Linked DNA regions of Mus musculus: region 2 is linked to region 1. The links are chromatin contacts, called in public Hi-C maps. All regions are on one chromosome and are shown on one strand. Each heading gives the region's core, a stretch centred on a gene start, on an enhancer-like site or on the middle of the called end of the contact. The rest is flanking DNA. Distances are from core to core; before and after follow the strand shown. Region 1 overlaps Nfia (nuclear factor I/A). Region 2 overlaps Nfia (nuclear factor I/A).

Region 1 (2,631 bases), core at 56-2,555:
CATGCTCCTATAGACCCTCCAGCCACCCCATTACCACACTGGTCACAGCAGCCCTGGGTGCTCTCTATGCAAACGCAATGCAACCTGCACCTGCCATCTTTTATCGGAAAGGAAAGGCAAAGCAGATCCAGACCCCTGGCAACCTCAGACCCTCATCAGTGTGCAAGTCCTGCCATTGCTGACTTTCAGAGAGGGAGCAGAATTCGGATTGTAGGAAGCGGCACCACTGAAATCTGGCTGTGTGTTAGGGACCTCCACCAACTGCCAAATGAATTCCCCACAGCTTGCTCTCCAAGGCTTCCCTTCCTTTCTGTTTTCCACTCTAGTTCTCCCGGTGTTTTGTTTTTCTGTAACTCTATTTGTTTCACACTTCATCATTACAAGGAAGATGTCAGAGAGGGGGGGGGAGGAAGTCTGTCTGTCTGTCTATGTCTCACTGTTCAGTGGCTTGCTCTAGAGAAAACATCATAGCGGTCAGCTTCTAAGAAACAGAAAGCTTGGGCCCTCTTTCGGAACATTTACACAGACATTTCTGACACAAAAGATTCTTGAACACATAATAGAAATACAGTCAAATGTTACAAATCTCAATGTGCAGCATTTATTTTATTTTTAAAAAAAAAACAACACAGGGGCCAGTGAGACAGCTCCGTTCCTAATGGTGCTAAGCAGGCAAACCAGGGGAGCGGAGCTCCTCGCCTGGAACCCACATAAAGGTGGAAAGAGCAAAGTGATTCCACAAAGTTTTTTTCTCTCTCTCCCTCTCTCTCCCTCCCTCTCTCTCTCTTCCCCCTCTATCTCTCCTTCTCTCTCTCCCTCTCTCTCTTTCTCTTCCCCTCTCTCTACTTCTCTCTCTCCCTCTCCCTCCCTTTCTCTCTCCTTCTCGCGCGCTCTCTCTCTCCACACACACACATGCACATATACACACACACACATACACACACACAGGTATATACACAAACATACCATAGCATGCACCCTCCCCCTACATCCCCATCATGCAAACATAGACATGTACACACAATTTTTTTTTAAAAATTAAAACAACTGGTTCTACAAATGTTTAAAGACTCCACACAGTCTATTAATTAGGAAGACCCTAGTGTAAAATTATCAAAATATTTGAAATCTTAATATCTGAAGAAATTATACCTAAGAAAGTTGTTGCATGGTATGTTCTTCTATCTTGGGAACCTAGTACCATGCAGAGACCGTAAGAACTGATGTTTGATGACTCAATGGCCAGCGCCATGGTAAAATCTGTCAAGAGAGGCAGCCAAACTGACCTCACTAGCCAGTATCAGCCAGAGCATCCCTGGGATGCAGCTGCTGTGTGACTCATACAGAATCTTCCATCACACAGCTTCTGGGAAGCAAGAGCTTCGGTTTTCTGCCTATGAAATAAAGGCCCAGGCCTCCGAACTTTCTTCAAGGTAAGAAAACAAAATTAATACAAACACAGACAACATTCTGGGTGGTTTCTTACTACATTTTTAAGCTTTTAAATAAACAATGGATTTCAAGATTATCTTGAGAGTCCTGGAGAACATTTCTTGTTTTTGTTTGTTTGTTTGTTTGTTTGTACTACGATAAATTCAGAAGCAGAGCTTAGAACTTGATGTGTTGTCGATATCTCTGAGATAAAAAGAAGATCCAGAAGAGCAATCGACTAACCATCATACCGGGGCCTAGTTCCTCAACCTGCTTCCTACTATATACAGGCACTTATAAGAACTCTTCAACTCAGATGTTAAGGTTAAGTGGAGCGCCAGTAAGATAATACATATGAAAATACTAGGTAGATACCGCATCTAAGGAACACAAGCATGGGATCTGAGAGACTTGGCTTAAATGCCGGCTCTCTTCTTTCCTAATCATCAGACTTGAGTGTGTTCTGTCCCTGTTGCCTGACAAGGGCAGTCACAGTCTCCTGAGCACATCTATCCTCCAACAAACACACAACAAGAACAACTCACCCAGACTGGAAGTCAGAAACGAAACAAAGTAAAGACAAACAAGTTCATGTAAAAATCAAAGAAACCCGTATCCACGATGGCTGAAACTTCACCACGCCATGGTACCCAAATACACAAACCTCTCTGGCTGTCCCGTGTTTTGAGTCTGTAAAGGAAGGCTCTACAGCAAAACAAGAGAAAGCCTGTGAGCTCGCCTGTAAACTAAGGGACCGCGTAAGAGCGCCCAGGTGGAGTCATCCGGCCCTCTACCCTCTGCCTGCCCCACAAGTCAGCTGGCTAAGGACCTGCGGTACTCCCTTGTCACTCTGTACCCAGTCACCTCCCAAGCACAACTGGAAATGAAGCCAAAGCTAGGCACAGCCAGTCTCCACAGAGAAAAACTCAAAATGTCTCCCTTTGAAGAATCACAAAGCTTTTGTTTGAAACCTCTGACCTTTCTAGAGAAATCAGTCACAGTAGTTTAAAAATGTAGGTGGCATAAGGACAAAGCATGCCATTTATCCACTTTGGGTGGTTTTCGTCTTTTCTGTGAGACACACATCTTTAGAACAATTATGTCTTTCACTGTAACATTTCAGCCAAAAAAATTTCTCACAAAAAACATATGTGTGTATATATATTATATATAACCTTACACATAATATGTATTCTGAAC
Region 2 (2,631 bases), core at 45-2,544, 310 kb before region 1:
CTCTCCCCTCCCCTCCCCTCCTCTCCCCTCTTCTCCCCTCCTCTCCCCTCCTCTCCCCTCCCCTCCCCTCTCCTCCCCTCCCCTCCTCTTTCTTTCTCTTTCTCTCTCTCTCTCTCTCTCTCTCTCTTTCTCTCTTTCTCTCTTTCTCTCTTTTTTTCTTTCCGAGACAGGGTTTCTCTGTATAGACCTGGCTGTCCTGGAACTCACTTCATAGACAAGGCTGGCCTTGAACTCAGAAATCCACCTGCCTCTGCCTCCCAAGTGCTGGGATTAAAGGCATTCGCCACCACTGCCCGGCCAGGTGCAAATCCTTTCAATGGCATATATTTAAAATTCTTTTCTTAGAAAAGATACATAATAAAATAAGATGGCACCTTATGAAGCACCATTGTGTTCATGGGGAAATGAAACCACTGTAGTTCTCGTTCATGTTTCTGTCTACTCAATGTGCCCTTGGAGCTTTCTGCCAGCTGTGGAGCCAGTCTTATGTCCCTTTCAGAAACATTCTTTGTCAACACAGAGAGTTCGCTTAACAAAATGAGCAACTATAGACCAATCTCAAAACTCAAGTGAGGCTAAAAATTGTATGACTTTTTTTTTTTTTTTTTGCCAACTTTCTTCTAAGTATTCTGAAGAATTCAGTATTTTCATCAGAAAACCTACCAGCTTCGAGGCTGTGAGTTCTGCATTGAAAACATCACCAGGGTTTGAGTCAGTCGGAACTGATTCCGGAGGTGAGGGCTAAAGCTCACTCTTGTCGGGGAGATTCAATTAGGGGAAAGTCGGGACTCCTTTGATCCCAGGGATAAATAGCTAAGTGATAGCTCCATGGAGGCATGGTGTAAAATTTCCTGGTCACACAAGGTACCTTTGATTTCCAAAGGCGCTTATAACAAAACAAAACAAAACAAAAACTCCTAGCTCAAACCACAAAACTACTCATCCTGTAGACTTTTACTCTCTGACCATGCGCTTCGGAGAACCCAATAAAGCTGCTTATATCTGGAAAAGAAATCACCCTGGCAAGTATGCATGGCCTAAATCTAAGTGGACAAAAGAAAGATCAGTAAGAAGGAAAGGGGAGGGAAGCAGACCGCAAACCGTGTCTGCGTTAAGTTTCTCCTGATCTCTGACGCAGATCCACTTTCCATATCTGCTCTTATACAGAACAGTCTCAAACTGAGTGGTAAGTGCTGTTCCCAATCTGTTTGCATGCTTTCTAAGGCAGTTGTGAAATTCTGGACTTCTTCAGTGTGGCAGTCCTGAAGCAAAGGCCTGGGACCTGGCGAGTCACCAGGGGGAGCAGTTTTCCGTCCCGTAGTTTCTGCATTCAGGACATTACAAAAATCAGCAGTGCCCTGTACATACTTCTGCTAAAAAGCAAAGCAAAGCAAAGCAAAGCAAAGCAAAGCAAAGCAAAGCAAAGCAAAGCAAAGCAAAGCAAAGCAAAGCAAAGCAAAGCAAAGCAAAGCAAAGCAAAGCAAAGCAAAGCAAAGCAAAGAAAAAAAAAGTTTCTTCACACATCTTACTATTCAGTGTGTGCCTCGCCCACAAGGTTACCCCAGAGCAGCTCTGTAACCCTTCACTGAAATAGGCTTTATTGATTGCTCTGGGCTATTGTTCTCTTTTCAAGTCCCCCAAGTTCAAGTTCATCCTGGTGTTACATCATGTCTGGTTGCTCTTAGCAACCAGACAGACCCAGACGTGACTATCATTAGCAAGAAACCCGCCACTCTCCTCCCACCAACCTTCCAGTGGCTCTGACGTAGCAGGCCCACTGCAAACACACTGAAGTATTTATTCTGCCTAATTTATGACCTACCCAGCAAGCTAGACCCCCGCTCCAAAAACCAACACTGTTGTATATTTAATTAATCTGTCTTTCTTTGGCATTTGAGAAAGTTAGACAAAGGACTAATTATTGTGTTTCGCTCTCCACACTTTTCTTTTGGGGGGTGAATATTTGCCTGGGAAAGAAAACGATGAGGCCCCGCATTGGCCCCTCCCCTTTTTCTTTCTGCCCTTTTGACATTTCATGAAATACTTTAGCTGCTTAAGGGAGTTAGAAAAAAAAAAAAAAAAGAAAGAAAGAAAGAAAAAAAAACCGCACTGTGAATGTTACTCCTTCTGAGTTGGTATTCAGTAACACAAATCAACTCACGACATGTTTAAATTTAAATGCTAACCACACGCTCTCAGAGTTACTTTAAAGGTTAGTTTTTAATCAATAGAAGTTGCTGACTCTGGGTTTTTGAGCTGCACACTGCAACTCCCGGGCTTTTGTCTAATGTTAAAGCTTGGGAACTTTTTTTTCCTTGAGATGATTTTAGCAATGATTTGCAGATACTGGGGCTATTGTGCTCCTACCAGCAACATGTCAATAGAGGAGCTGAGCTGCCCTGTGGTGGGCTGTCAATATGACTCCTAAGGCAGGGGTTGGGGGTCTTTAATAACCCGTGAAAAAACCTTAATTAACCCTTTCAGGTCCAAACCAAAACCTATTCTCCCACTTTTCACTCCTGTAATTTGACCATTAGTACTTATTTCAACATCTCACTAATCTTCATGACAATTAACCCAGCTACTTGACCAAGGGCTTCCAGAATGGGAAGTCAGTTAGGGGGAACCACA

Evidence for each region. Hi-C and Micro-C count contacts between places; a contact is called where the count stands out from the background.
Region 2: a contact with region 1 is called in a Hi-C map of cerebellum, with 3 times the contacts expected there. The contact joins two enhancer-like sites. A contact is called at or near these places in 13 of 484 Hi-C or Micro-C datasets (the HL-1 cell line, beige adipocytes, cardiomyocytes and 10 more), 15 of 115 datasets of contacts at active chromatin or transcription factors (cardiomyocytes, craniofacial prominence, differentiating embryonic stem cells and 12 more) and 3 of 9 other capture datasets (adipose tissue, embryonic stem cells and liver).

What each region holds. Positions count from the first base shown.
Region 1 is chr4:97,793,720-97,796,350 of GRCm38.p6, reverse strand. All of the region lies in intron 2 of Nfia (nuclear factor I/A), which reads right to left. Among named protein-coding and RNA genes, the nearest start is that of Nfia, 17 kb to the right of the region's middle. Within about 2 kb of position 1,305, at least 43 of the 459 cell types and tissues checked have an H3K27ac peak or open chromatin away from gene starts, as enhancers often do. A contact at or near this core is called in cerebellum, where this site is marked.
Region 2 is chr4:98,107,879-98,110,509 of GRCm38.p6, reverse strand. The region is part of intron 10 of Nfia (nuclear factor I/A); the gene reads right to left. Among named protein-coding and RNA genes, the nearest start is that of Gm34784, 17 kb to the left of the region's middle. Within about 2 kb of position 1,294, at least 126 of the 459 cell types and tissues checked have an H3K27ac peak or open chromatin away from gene starts, as enhancers often do. A contact at or near this core is called in cerebellum, where this site is marked.